Linked DNA regions of Mus musculus: regions 1 and 2 are each linked to region 3. A link is a contact called in public promoter capture Hi-C data. All regions are on one chromosome and are shown on one strand. Each heading gives the region's core, a stretch centred on a gene start, on an enhancer-like site or on the middle of the called end of the contact. The rest is flanking DNA. Distances are from core to core; before and after follow the strand shown. Region 1 holds the start of Pknox2 (Pbx/knotted 1 homeobox 2). Region 2 overlaps Siae (sialic acid acetylesterase). Region 3 holds the start of Robo4 (roundabout guidance receptor 4).

Evidence for each region. Promoter capture Hi-C pulls out the DNA fragments that hold promoters and counts their contacts.
Region 1: a promoter capture Hi-C map of liver shows a contact between it and region 3, with 2.5 times the contacts expected there. The contact joins the promoter of Pknox2 here to the promoter of Robo4 in region 3. A contact is called at or near these places in 1 of 39 promoter capture datasets (liver) and 2 of 9 other capture datasets (liver and pancreatic islet).
Region 2: a contact with region 3 is called in a promoter capture Hi-C map of the HPC-7 cell line. The contact joins the enhancer-like site here to the promoter of Robo4 in region 3. A contact is called at or near these places in 18 of 39 promoter capture datasets (3T3-L1-derived adipocytes, the C10 cell line, the HPC-7 cell line and 12 more), 3 of 15 datasets of contacts at CTCF or cohesin (embryonic stem cells and large pre-B cells), 23 of 484 Hi-C or Micro-C datasets (the 3T3-L1 cell line, 3T3-L1-derived adipocytes, the 4T1 cell line and 12 more), 13 of 115 datasets of contacts at active chromatin or transcription factors (craniofacial prominence, embryonic basal ganglia, embryonic forebrain and 7 more) and 3 of 9 other capture datasets (adipose tissue, liver and pancreatic islet).

The regions. Positions count from the first base shown.
Region 1 is chr9:37,144,641-37,149,531 of GRCm38.p6, forward strand. It overlaps Pknox2 (Pbx/knotted 1 homeobox 2), which reads right to left and starts at 2,682. Exons shown (of 13, transcript NM_001029838.2): 1 at 2,601-2,682.
Region 2 is chr9:37,627,277-37,631,759 of GRCm38.p6, forward strand. Siae (sialic acid acetylesterase) reads left to right here. Exons shown (of 10, transcript NM_011734.4): 4 at 424-562; 5 at 4,073-4,328. Among named protein-coding and RNA genes, the nearest start is that of Siae, 16 kb to the left of the region's middle. Within about 2 kb of position 2,880, at least 1 of the 459 cell types and tissues checked has an H3K27ac peak or open chromatin away from gene starts, as enhancers often do. A contact at or near this core is called in the HPC-7 cell line, where this site is marked.
Region 3 is chr9:37,400,322-37,405,055 of GRCm38.p6, forward strand. It overlaps Robo4 (roundabout guidance receptor 4), which reads left to right and starts at 1,651. Exons shown (of 18, transcript NM_001309390.2): 1 at 1,651-1,830; 2 at 2,234-2,566; 3 at 2,831-2,988; 4 at 3,122-3,242; 5 at 3,753-3,880; 6 at 3,972-4,200; 7 at 4,450-4,562. The coding sequence starts at 1,761.

The DNA.
Region 1 (4,891 bases), core at 1,432-3,931, 250 kb before region 3:
CTCCCAACACACACACACACACACACACACACACACACACACACACACTTACATCCATCCCTCAACCTTACTCTTTATCTAAATGTCCAGAATGTAACATCTTCAACCCTCCTTCTCCCCAATCTGCTCTTTCCTTCTTTAGGACCCCTCCACTCCACCCACTGGTGAGCTAGGCCCGAGCCTTGAGGAAGTAGTTTGAGTATGAGATACGAGCCCCTAAATAAGAGACACCCCACACCTACCTACAGGCATACACACATGCGTGCATTTGCATCAAGGTCCAGGGGCCACGGGAAGGTCAGAAGGCAGAGTGGGAGGGCAAAGGGGCTAGAGTTTGGGATAAAACCATGTTGCTTTTGAACACCATCATTTCTGAGATTTGGGAGGGGGGTGTGTGGGGGGGCGGATGTTTAAATCCGTTTAAGCTTGTTATCTTGGATTCTACCAGTTGAAGAGCATTTGAATTCCAGAAAGCCAACAGCCTGGAGAAGTCCCAAGATAACATATGTGAGGGTAAGGAAACCCCGAACTTCCTCCTCCCTCTAGGATAGAACCTTGCCGGTATGGGCCGGCCTGTGCGCTCTTCGACATTGCCCTGGACGAAGCAAGCATCGCTTGCAGATAAACAGGCGGCAGATCCGATGAGGACTCCGGAGTTCGGGAATGTCTTTCCTTTGGCGGCAGCCACGATTCCTTAAGCCCCAGTAGCACCTCTCTACTAGTGGCCCCCTTGCCTGCGTCGCCTACCACTGTCCCGGCGGGCCACCAGCAACCACCCCGCCACGCTGAGGCCACAGACCGCAAGTGACTCCCAGAGCCTGCTGACTCTGCAGGGCCAGCTCCTTGGCTCCACTCGGACCCGGATGATGCTACCCGGTCACTTCGTACTGAATCACTATTTTTGTGTACCTTCCAGAGTCTTTCTCCTAGGTTTCAGCCCTGTGCACCCAGATCCTCTCATCCGCAAGATTCGCTTTAGGGGGAGAAGCAGCAGACGTTCGGGGCTCGCTCACCACGGCTGGAATCAACTACTTTTCTTGCCTACATAAAAGCTTTTCCTCCCACACGCTGTAAGAACCTGGACGCGCAATTCTTCCTACATTTCAATATCCTGATCCCGAGTGTCAGTTCTAAAACAACGTCACCGGCTCCGGAGTCAAGCCTCGGAGGTAATCGGGGCCCCGGCGCCTAACTCCAGCCCTCTGTCTTTGCCGGCATGTAAACTACACAGCGGCCCATCTGTCCCTATTCTGAAAACAGCTTGATTCCTGCAACCCAAACTCTAGCCTGCTCCAAAACCCAGCCCTCCTTTAAGGGGCTGATCCGCATCCCCCTCCCACTCCCAACCCGCGTCTTCCGACCGCGCGGGAACCCTGGCTGCCCTGTGAAGGACTCTCCAGACAGCGCGGCCCACTGCGCTCGTTTCTTCCTTGGCTTTGGAAGCCAGCCTAACCCGAAAGAAACAGAAACTTCGCGCGGCACATTCAGGACCCTGCCCCATCCCCATCGGCTTTCTTCTCGGGACGCTTTCCGTGCCCACCTCCCCCCCTTTTACGAATTTATCTTCTAGCTCTTCGCCAAGGACCCCTAATCCTCCCCTCCCCGCCCAAAAGACCCAACAATACGTAGAGAGCCAGTGACCCTACAAATTCTCCTCCTACTCCTAGTTAGAGTCCCTGAGCGTCGCCCCTCGGGTTCTGGTTTCTCTGACTAACACCTCCCCCCCCCCCATACACACACACATACATACACACACACACACACATGTTCCCCTGTCCCCACTGATCCTCCGGTAAACCTCTACTCTCCCTGCCTCCCCGGGCCGGGCAGGACGCGGCCGCCACTGCTTGACTCCAGCCACCCGGCCGCAGGCTAGGGCTGCTCCCGCTTCCAACCACTCGAAGGCAGCTCGGGGCTGGTGACACCTAGGAAGCTCCAGCCACAGGGCTCCTGGAGCCCGGGAAAGGAGAACCGAAGCCCGCCCGCAGTTCCCAGCCTCGCCCCCACCGAGCGCCTAGCCAGGAGCCGCCTGCGCAGGGACTCCGGCCGACGCGCTCGTCCCTGGGCTCGAGTCCCGGGAAGCTCCGGGTGCACGGCTTCCAGCCCGCCCGCTACAGGCTCTAGGGCCGCTGCGCTCTGAGTCCGCTGCCCAGCTGCTTGCGACCGCAAACAATGCACGCCCGGCCCTGGGCCAGAGGGGAGCGGGGCGAGGCGGCGGCAGCGAGGCGGGCACGGAGCTGCGCACCGGCCGGGTCCGGGAGCGGGTGGGCCGCGCGCTTCTCGCCGCCTCCTCGCCCAGCCTCGCCTCCCCTCGCGCGGCTTCGCTCCGCGCTCTCCCGGCGCTTCCCCAGCTTCTCTCTGCACGCTCCCGCCGTCCCTCTCTGCTCCCTGCCTCCCTCCTCCCTGCTGCCTCCCTCTCTCTCCTCCCTGCTGCCTCCCTCTCTCCCTCTCTCCTCCTTGCCCTGTCGCAATGAATAATACTCTGGCTTGGGGACTGGAATAAAACACACGCGCTCTGAGGCAGCCGCCCGCAGCAGCAGCCGCCGCCGCCGCCGCCGCCTGCAAAAGCGTCTCTGACATGGAAATGAATGACAGCTTACCTGATGCCAATCTTCATCAGACTGACACCGGCGTGACAACACAGCCTATACTTCCCAGCACTGCTCGGGACGTCAGCGGCACAGGGACCCGCCCCCCGGACTCCCTCCCCCCCCCTCCCCGCGCGCGCACACCTCCCCTCTCCCCACTCCCCCTTTCTCCCCCCCCCCCATAGCCCCCACCCACTCCTGGACCCGGCCGCTTCCCAGGCGAGGAGCTGCTAGAGTGTCTCCCTCTACTGGAGGCTCGGCTCAGACATCAGGCTCTGGCCTGCTTGCTGCTGGAGAGAGGCAGCAGGCGCCCAGACCTGGGGGTTGCCTGACAGAGGTGATGCAGTGAACCCCAGAAATGCAGGCGCACCCCTACCCGGTGTCCTCCTTAGCGATCAACTGGTGACGAGTTCCAAGACACCAGGTGCTGAAGAGATTGAGAGGAGGTGAAATTTTCTGTGTACCTCAAGAGAACCCCAAGAAAATAGGAATCTTCAAACTGGCAAGAAACGTTCTCTCCATCACACCCCCACCCCATTCCTGCCCGGCTGGCCTCATTTTTATGATTGCATTTGAATAATTCTCATTACCTTGGCCCCAGCAAAGGTGCTCAGGTGGTTAGTTATCCCTGGTCTCAAGAGCTTTTTTTTTTCCCCCTGCTGTAGGCTTCCTCTGACGCTTGGTTCATCCGAGGGTTGATGGGGTGGTTCAGGGGCAAGATAACAAGGGAAAGAGCCTTATCAGAAGCTATCCCTTGGCAAATGTCAGGCAAGTGCTTGGAAGCCACTGCTGTTTCATTCTTAAAACTGCTTAGCCAGCCAGTGTGTCCCGGAGGCTGGGCACCGTAAGGTGAGGGGAGTACTGTTTCAGCTTGGGCTTGCTGGGGTGGTCCAATCTGTTCCATACACCAAACAGGCTCCTCACCCAAGTCACTTCTACAATGAAAAGCCAAATCAAGCCAGTGCAACCATGCATGTCTCCATTTAGTCAACAAAGATGACTTTCCTACTGAGTGCCAAGTATAGGCTCAGCCACTCAGGATGCAGACTGGCTCAGCTCCTACACAGAGGACCAGAGAATCCCTTCTGCCCCCCTTGAGAAGCGGTTTCAGGCCACAGGCAGGTGACAATGAATCCTGTGACTCTCACACCAGGAAAGGAGCCTGGCTGAAGCCTAAACAAAGTCACTGAAAGTTAAGGAAAAGCTAAGAGGGAATCCAGACAGTCAGGTTCCCAGAAAAGGATCTAACCCCAGCAGAGGGAGGTTACCCTTTGCTCCATTCCAAGCCTCTGGGTCATTCCTCCCCTGCCTCGGATTCCGGCAAAAATGAGAAGTATCATTAGATCCAAAGGCTCAGAGACGTCTGCATCACATTCCAGATGTGCTCTTTATCCAGGTCCTGCCAGCAACTCCACATTCACCTGCAATGTTCCTGTGGGACGGGGAGGGGGCTTTCACCTATAGATCCACTGCTACAGATGGGGTTGAAACATCTTCCCATGGACTCCCTAAAGACTTTCACTAGGTAGAGTTATGTCACCCCAACCTCTGATCTGTGGTCAAAGACTGTGGCTCCTGACAGCATAATTGCTAGTATATATTTCACATTGTATAATAATATAATAATAATGAATCCACTTGCCCTTTTTATGTAGTACAGAAACACCAGACTCACTGACCCAGAGGCTGGAGGTCAGCCTGCCATAAAGTCGCAGAGGGAAATGCATTGCATAGACTGGGAGAGGAGCGATCCCTTTGACTCTGCCAGGGACCTCTGGAGAAGGGGTTGCTCTCCTTTGGAGGTTGCTGGCCAGTAGATTCAGATGGAGAATGGGCTGATAGTAAATACTTAGTTCATCAGAGAAGTGCCAGTGAGCATACAGACAAAAGCCATATACTACCCACTCATACTTACCACAGTCCTCATTTTCTAAAGTACAATTCCGATGTCAACTTGTTCTTTAAGACATCAGACCCATGGACATCAACGATTGACTTGTGGAGTCTTTTCAAATAGCACATTAGCCAGTAATATCCTTTACTAACTTTAAAATGCACACTAACTTTTAGTCACTACAGCTTGCTTTGTAGCTTGCAAAGGCTTTAAAAAGAAGAGATGATCTAACATGTAACCATCCTTTTTTTAAATAATGGTTGGAAAGGAATATTTGGCTTATGTCTACCACTAGAAAGTAGTGGTGAGAATAAACAGGGAGTCAGAGACCCACATTACCGCTCCCTCTTCAATTCCCTCCTTAATTCGTGTAAAGGGAGACAAACTTAATTTGTAAAGCAGTTAAAAA
Region 2 (4,483 bases), core at 1,630-4,129, 230 kb after region 3:
AGTTAAAGTAATCTGTGGGTTGTGAGATATAGCATAGTGGTTAAGGGTTTACCTGCTATTCACTAGGCTTTAGGTTCAATCCCCAGAACCATGGGGGAACCATGGGATAGTGATGTAATTCATAGTGTTCTTTAGCCTCATCCTTATACCGCTGTTCTTGTCCAGGATAGACCTGCTGTGGAAGATCACAGGTTTCATTGTTTGTGAACTGTCTTCTGGAATGTGATTCATCTCATTGTCTCTGTTGGACAAAAGTACCTAGATCCAGGTGTTCAGTATAGCCCATTACTGATTTTGGTTATTCACTTATTCTCAGCATACCCAAATGTCAGAAGGAATTCTGTGGATCAGATGTGTGTACTGAGAAGCTGCAAGGCAGTTTAACCTCTTTCAGATTAATGGATCCTCGGATTTCTCCTCTAGATCTTTAACGCCTCAAAGGAGTTGTCCGACACTGCTGCCTACCAGTCTGTGCGCATCTTCTCTGTCTCCCTCATCCAATCAGAGGAGGAGTTGGATGACCTTACTGAGGTTGACCTGTCATGGTCCAAGCCCACCGCAGGTACGTGAGTGCCTCAGCATGCCTTCCTTTAGGCAATGGCTTAGTGACTTAAGTAGAACCTGTAGCCCCTGAATTTGGTTCTACTTATTATTACAGAAGTATTTTTTTTCCCTTTGAATTTCCACTCCATTCCTGATGATCACTGTTAGATTTTTCTTCGCAAGAACCCAGCCTGAATCTTCTCCACTGAGTTCAGGAAATGGTACTTCCTTTTCCTTTTCCTTTTCCTTTTCCTTTTCCTTTTCCCTTTCCCCTTTCCCCTTTCCCCTTTCCCCTTTCCCCTTTCCCCTTTCCCCTTTCCCCTTTCCCCTTTCCCCTTTCCCCTTTCCCCTTTCCCCTTTCCCCTTTCCCCTTTCCCCTTTCCCCTTTCCCCTTTCCCCTTTCCCCTTTCCCCTTTCCCCTTTCCTTTCCTTTCCTTTCCTTTCCTTTCCTTTCCTTTCCTTTCCTTTCCTTTCCTTTCCTTTCCTTTCCTTTCCCTTTTTCCTTTCCCTTTCCTTTCCTTTCCTTTCCTTTCCTTTCCTTTCTTTTCTTTTCTTTTCTTTTCTTTTCTTTTCTTTTCTTTCTTTCTTTTTTTTTTTTTTTTGAGAACAGTATGGATGCTGTTCAACATGAGGTGGGTCTGGGTCTTCTTCCATCATGGTAACCCTCTGTGTTCCCCCACTCCCCTGCCTGTGTCTGAGGACGTCTCACTGTCCTCTCCGAGTGAACCAAGATCTGCTCCAGCTCCTCTCAGGGCCTCCTGTCTTCCCTCGGGCTTTACTCTCCATTTCTCTCTCTGAGAGAAACACAGAATCCGTATTTCATGGCTCTGCCTCCTCTACAGCAGGCTGTGCACTAGTCCAAGGACACCGCAGCAAGTAGACAGACACACAGTGCCTGCTGTGAAGGTTCAGCCTTGTTCTTTATTTCCACAAAACAAGACAAAGGCAAATACAACCAGCCCCCTTCTCAGCAAGCGTCATCACTGGCCTCACAGTATGTGGAATATCTTTTGTTTCATTCTTCTCCTGCCCCCCACAGGGTTCACTCTTTTTGTTTTGGTCTGTTTTTCCTACCTCCCCTCTCCTCCCCTCCCCTCCCCTCCCCTCCCCTCCCCTCCCCTCCCCTCCCCTCCCCTCCCTCCCTCCCTCCCTCCCTCCCTCCCTCCCTCCCTTCCTTCCTTCCTTCCTTCCTTCCTTCCTTCCTTCCTACAGATTAGGCTGGCCTCAAATTTAAGAGATTATTCGCCCGTCTTTACCTACAAAGTGCTAGGAATAAAGGGGATTAAAGGGGATTAGAGGCAGATATCACCATCACTACTACCTGGGAAAACATAGTTCACTCTGTAGGTAAAGGCTTGCCATGTAAGCACCAGAACCTGAATTCAGAACCCCAGCACTCATTTAAAAGGCAGATGTGACAGCATATATCTGTAATTCCATCACAGGGGAGGCAGAGACAAAGTGATCTCTGGGGGTTACTGGCCAGCCAGCCTAGCTGAATAAATAGTGAGAGGCAATTTTAAAGTGAATGAATGAATGAATGAATGAATGAGGTAGAGGATGATAGAGGAAGACACCTGACTTTGTCCTCTGGTTTCCACATATGTGCACATACATACTTGCACATCTTGACAAATACATGCACGCGTGCATGCAGACACATACTTTATGTACAAATAAACAAGTCCTTGTCTATCCTCTGGTTTCCTAACCACTTTTTATCCTTTTAAGTTACCTTTCTCCTCTACCTACTAGTTAGTAGGTCTACCTTTAGCTACTCACAGCCACCTAACAATAACATACACATGTTTCCTATGATATTAGAGACACAGTTATGAATGCGATGAAGTCCCTCCAGAACTAATAGAAATACTGTTCTATTGCTGTGAGATACCATGACCAAGGCAACCTATAGAAGATGACATTTAATTGGGGGCTTGTTTACAGCTTCAGAGAGTTAGTCCATTATCATCATGGCAGGAGATGTGGCCACAGGTAGGCATGGTACTGGAGATGTAGCTGATAGCCACATCCTGATTTATAGGTGGGGGCCGGGAGGGAGAAGGAGGGGGAAGGAGAGAGGGTGAGAAGGAGGGAGGGAGGGAGGGAGCAAGGAACGGAGGATGGGAATGAATGAGAATGGGCTTGGCAGGGACTTTGAAACCTCAAAGCCCACTCTTAGTGGCATACCTTCTACAACAAGGCCACATCTCCTAATCTTTGCCAAACAGTTCAACTAACTGATAACTAAGCATTCAAATATATGAGCCTATGGGGCCCCGTCTTATTCAGACCACCACAGAGGGAAACACTGAACTTCATATTACAGGAAGTGATGTAATAGGGCTGCACAGAGAGGGAGGATGTCAGTCTAAACCAGGCTTTGGCTGAACTTCATTGACTAGTTTTTCTTTGTTGTTAACTCCAGCTAAAACTTGTTCGTATCCCTTAAGATACTGTACTTTGCCATTTATTTTATTTAGCTCATCAGTTGACCTATTCAGTAAGCTTTAGAATTTATGAGGAGAGACTCTTTGTGTCTCTTTCATTGCTATATCTCAACCACTGTGTAGTTCTGGATACATAGTAGGTGCTCAGTTAATTCTAATTTGTCGGAAATTGATTTGATTTTCTCCTATTGCGCTTCTTGGGTTTGGATCCTTTTCAGGACTAAACAGAGTGCCTCCTGTATAGTAGACTTTTACTAAGTACTAATTTGAATTGATCCCATCTCTGTGTGTATTTCTACCTTCCCCTCCCCTTGTCAACTTCCTCTAGTATGGAGCTCACATACACCAGCTTGTGTTGGTTCCTGGGTAATATGAACAGTTGAAATAAATTAGACTGGTGAAAGCAAAACTGGTTATGGTTGCTGTGTTTCCCTTTTTGCTGCATTCCTCAGCACTTATGTGTCCATATTTTCATTACTTCAGCTATGGAATTTATCATAACACCACCCAGAAAAAAAACCCCCACATCTTCTACCTACTGGCTGCCTCCCTTAAGTGAGTTAAGGGCGGCAGGGACCTTACAGGCTTTGTACCACTTATCTACTGAGGAGGACTTAGAGTTCCTGAATTCCGATGCACCTGAGGGCCTGGGGTTCTGCAAAACCTGCTGAGAGTTTTGGATCCCTGATTATATAAGCAAATTATTTATGTTCAGACTACGACACAGTTGTTTCCATTTGCCTCCATGCCAGACTGAGAGCTCTTGCTTCCTCATTATGGCAAAAAGCAGTTTGAGCAAATGAAAAAAAAAACAAACAAACAAACAAGCAAACTGAAGAGCAATCATGGGAAACTGTCACGAACACTGTAATTTTCCCCTGTGGAAAAGCTGTTTCTCCTTTGGGGAGCTTTGGAAGTCACGCTTTATTCTGGGCTGTATCTTGTATCTTAGCCCTCATCTTACCCTGCATCTGAAGGTCTTAGAAAGGAGCCCACTGCTGGCTCCACTCATGCCACAGCCCCAGTTGGCACCCCTCTTCTTTTCTCTTGACTTTCCCTATAACTGTTTCTCTGCACAGGAAACTTGGGCCATGGAAATTTCACTTACATGTCTGCGGTGTGCTGGCTCTTTGGGCGTTACCTGTATGACACTCTGCAATATCCCATTGGGTTGGTCTCCTCCAGTTGGGGTGGGACGTACATTGAAGTCTGGTCATCTAGAAGGACACTGAAAGCCTGTGGAGTCCCTAATACAAGGGATGAAAGAGTTGGTCAGCCCGAGATAAAGCCCATGAGGAATGAATGTAACAGTGAGGAGTCCTCATGTCCTTTTAGGTAAGTGTGTGCTGAATGCCCACATTTGTTCTGAGTAAATGGATTCATGCGCAGGGCAAGTGTTGTCGTGAGCATCTACAGTCATCTGGGAACAAGTCAAGAGGGTTTTATATTCGTTTAACTCAGTAACAGCAGTAGCTAAGTGCGTGCTGACA
Region 3 (4,734 bases), core at 401-2,900:
TTGTTTTGGTTCGTTTTGTTTTGTTTGAGACAGGGTCCAGCCTGGACTAGACCAAATTCATGATCCTCTGTATGCTAGGATTTCAGCCATGTGCCACCAAGTGCTTCCATTCCTAAAATCCCAAAGTCTAGCCTGACACCAATTTCCACCCTTCTTTTTATAGTCACTCTATTCACTTCTATTCTGTAGCCCACAGACTCACTCAGTTTGTAAAGACTGTAGTGTTTTTAAGGTTTTTTTTTTTCCCCCATTAATCCTGTCTTAATCAGTCTTAGTTTGTCTCAGGAGACAGAAAGAGATGAAGCACAGAAGTCCAGTGGTTAGGGCTGATGCTGTTCCTGAAACCCAACAGGGAGGGGGAGGAAGGGAGAAGGGTCAGCTGTGTTAGGGGCCTCCAGACAAGCTGGCCAGAACAATGAAGAACAAAGCCTGCACGCTTTTCCGCTGAAGCTCAGAGCCTGGCCTTGGCCTTCTGTGAACAGCTCTAGGAAATGGCTGAGATTCCAGATTTGGAAGGAAGAGACTGGTAAACAGGAGCTGGGCTCTGAGGAGAAGGCAGTCTCTCTGGGTTTCAGGGAGGAGCCAATACAGTCAGCTTAGTTGTTGTGTAGGTTGTGTGCTATGTAGCCATAGAAGACAGGTGTCAGACCAGGCCAGCCTTGGAAGGCTTCATTACGACCATCTTCCCCAATCCTAGAACCCATCCCACTGATGATGCTTCAGAGAGTTTCAGTGGTGGGATGTGCACAAAAACACAGGTGATACCCCTGTGTCCATACCTAGTCTATCTCATGCCTAATCTCATTCCAGTTTTACTCTGGATCTGAAGGTGGTGTCTATTATTAATATCCCCATTTTACAGGTATGAAAACTGGCTTTGAGGATGAAGGAATCTGCCCAAGAGCCCACAGACATCATTTCCAAATCTTTTGATGAAAATGCGTACATAGTCCATGGGTTTTCTTTTTCTTTTCTTCTTTTCTTTTTTGAGACAGGGTTTCTCTGTGTAGCCCTGGCTGTCCTGGACCTCACTCTGTAGACCAGGCTGGCCTTGAACTCAGAAATCCGCCTGCCTCTGCCTCCCAAGTGCTGGGATTAAAGGCGTGTGCCACCACTGCCCAGCTAGTCCATGGGTTTTCAAAGCTTAAGGTTCTGAGTCATTCCTACTTTCTAGCCTCCCAAGACTCAGTCTACCTGCTCCTGGGGATTGGACCAGAGATAGACACTTGCTACCTCCTGACCCCCATGTGCCCCTTGCTTTCTTGGCCTGTAAGCCCTTTGGACTCTATCTTCAGCTCCTTACTCCTATGTCTGAGGCTCAACCTCTGGTCTTCCTCCTCCTCTATTAGGTGGCTGGCTAATGGGAAAAAGCCGATAGAGACCAAGATTAAACATATGCTTTGAACAGAGCTGTGGAGTTGGCAGATTGTATGGGTACAATTGGGATCAGTGTGAGGATTTCATTTAAGAAACCCTAACTCAGACATGAAGTAAACCCTTAGCCTGCAGTTAGCATCCCGGGGATTACAGCTGAAGTGTAGAGGTCAGAGAGTTTCTCACCTCTGGTCCCCTCCCAGTTCTCTAAGGCATGAGGGCCAGGCAGGAAGCATCCGTTTCCTCAAAGCTGCTTCCCTACTGGGACAGAGTCTCAGTCACAAACAACTACCACCACCCCACCCCTCCCTTTCTTCCCTTACTGCTGTGAGCTCAGAACAACCGGACAAAAGTGTATGGGACAAGGAGAGGAGCCGAGAGCAGCCATGGGCTCTGGAGGAACGGGCCTCCTGGGGACGGAGTGGCCTCTGCCTCTGCTGCTGCTTTTCATCATGGGTGAGTAGGGCCCTCCCTCTCCTAACCCACGCTCCTGGATTCATGGCAGGATCCACGGTCTGGATCCAAAGCCAGCAGGACAAAGGAGCATCTCTGTTGTCTGGTGCCTTTCTTCTAGTTAGCAGTGAAGTATCAGAGACAAAGATGGGGGTTGAGAGAGAGAGAGAGAGAGAGAGAGAGAGAGAGAGAGAGAGAGAGAGAGAGAGAGTGTGTGTGTGTGTGTGTGTGCGTGCAACAGAGAAAGAGCTATGCAGATCTTGACCTATGGACTCAGACCTTCTCCCCTCCTAGTTAGCTTCTTATTTGGAAATAAATGTTCAGTAAGATAAGCCTACACAAGACTACAGATTCCTACACAAGACATAGAAGGGGTGCAGTACAGGAGTCTCTCTTTCCCTCTTAGGAGGTGAGGCTCTGGATTCTCCACCCCAGATCCTAGTTCACCCCCAGGACCAGCTACTTCAGGGCTCTGGCCCAGCCAAGATGAGGTGCAGATCATCCGGCCAACCACCTCCCACTATCCGCTGGCTGCTGAATGGGCAGCCCCTCAGCATGGCCACCCCAGACCTACATTACCTTTTGCCGGATGGGACCCTCCTGTTACATCGGCCCTCTGTCCAGGGACGGCCACAAGATGACCAGAACATCCTCTCAGCAATCCTGGGTGTCTACACATGTGAGGCCAGCAACCGGCTGGGCACAGCAGTGAGCCGGGGTGCTAGGCTGTCTGTGGCTGGTGAGGCTTGGGAGGGTAGGCCCAGGGGGAAGCAGAGTTAGGCTGAGATGCTTGTGTCCAGGGAAATACGAGAGTCTGTCTGTGAAGGGAGGCAGGGACTGAGGGTCTTGGGATGGAGAACTAGGTTAAACTAGAGATAGAGGGGCAAGGAAGTGGTAGAGCAGAATTGGGTAAGCATGTTCGGATAAGCCATCCATGTTAGGATGTTAGAAGGACTCAGGGTGGGTAGACGTGCTTCCTGCTGATTTGCTGACTTCCCAATAGTCCTCCAGGAGGACTTCCAGATCCAACCTCGGGACACAGTGGCCGTGGTGGGAGAGAGCTTGGTTCTTGAGTGTGGTCCTCCCTGGGGCTACCCAAAACCCTCGGTCTCATGGTGGAAAGACGGGAAACCCCTGGTCCTCCAGCCAGGGAGGCGCACAGTGAGTGAACCCCAATCCTGGGAACTCCTTTGCCCATACATCATCCTGTCCTGGGCACATTGAGCAACTGACCCACCCTCCAACCTCTAAGCTTCTCAAATTGAAGACTTCATGGAGTATCTGAACCTGACAGGTATCTGGGGATTCCCTGATGGTGTCAAGAGCAGAGAAGAATGACTCGGGGACCTATATGTGTATGGCCACCAACAATGCTGGGCAACGGGAGAGCCGAGCAGCCAGGGTGTCTATCCAGGGTAAGGACAGGAGTCATCTACAATCTAATAAGGGCTCAGGAGAGAACTCTGTGGGTAAGGTGCTGGCTTCACATACGTGAAGAGTCAAGTTCTCCAGCACTCATATAAAAGCAGAGTGTGACAGTGAATGTCGATCATCCCAGTGCCGATGTGGAGAACAGACAGGTGAATCCCAGAAGCTAACCAGACAGTCTAGTCTACACAGTGAGTTCCAAGTTCAGTGAAAGACCTTGTCTCAAAAAATAAGATAGAGATCAATAATAAGGGAAGACTCTGTTGTCAACGCTTACTCACATACATGCATATAAACACGCACTTAACCCCACACTCAAAGTTCAAGGTAAGGTAGGAGACTCCAGTTAGTGTGGTCACCAGGTATGGAGTTTGGGGTCCAAGTGATGAGGCCAAATGGGCATAGGAATACTCCAGAGCTGAAAACTCTGGGAGCCAAGTTTGTCCACGATGAAGGTATGTTCCACTACTCCATCCCAGTCCTGTGTTCCTCCACAGAATCCCAGGACCACAAGGAACATCTAGAGCTTCTGGCTGTTCGCATTCAGCTGGAAAATGTGACCCTGCTAAACCCCGAACCTGTAAAAGGTCCCAAGCCTGGGCCATCCGTGTGGCTCAGCTGGAAGGTGAGACAGAGGTCCCAGAAAACACCCAGAGCTCAGATTAGGGCTGCCATGAGCTCCCTAGTCCATTATCGTTGCTCTGACTTCTTCCCAGGTGAGCGGCCCTGCTGCACCTGCTGAGTCATACACAGCTCTGTTCAGGACTCAGAGGTCCCCCAGGGACCAAGGATCTCCATGGACAGAGGTGCTGCTGCGTGGCTTGCAGAGTGCAAAGCTTGGGGGTCTCCACTGGGGCCAAGACTATGAATTCAAAGTGAGACCGTCCTCCGGCCGGGCTCGAGGCCCTGACAGCAATGTGTTGCTCCTGAGGCTGCCTGAACAGGGTCAGTCAAGGATTCTGCTTGGCCTAGGGGATTGGGGTGGGGTGGGGGTGAGCTCCCTAACTATTCCAATCCAGTCTGGAAGTTAGGAGAACTCCTATTTGTGGATTCTCCTGTGTAGAGTGAAGCAAACAGCTGTAAGAAGTGACTTTCCTTGTGGAACTCTGGCTCTCCATAACCATCCTCTCTCTTTTCATCCTCGCACAGAGTCCTCTCCTCTAGCACTTCTAACAATCTCTTCCTTTTCTCCAGTGCCCAGTGCCCCACCTCAAGGAGTGACCTTAAGATCTGGCAACGGTAGTGTCTTTGTGAGTTGGGCTCCACCACCTGCTGAAAGCCATAATGGTGTCATCCGTGGTTACCAGGTATTCCTACAAAATGACCCTGACCAGCACTCCTGTCCCCTGGAGTTCCACATAACCTTTCCCTGACTGCTACAAACCAGTCTCTAAGTCAAAAAGTGAAGGGATTTGCTTTTCTTGAGCAGTGAGCAAGGGCCTACTTAGTCAGGCAGACCCTGCCAAGCCTCTTATAAGC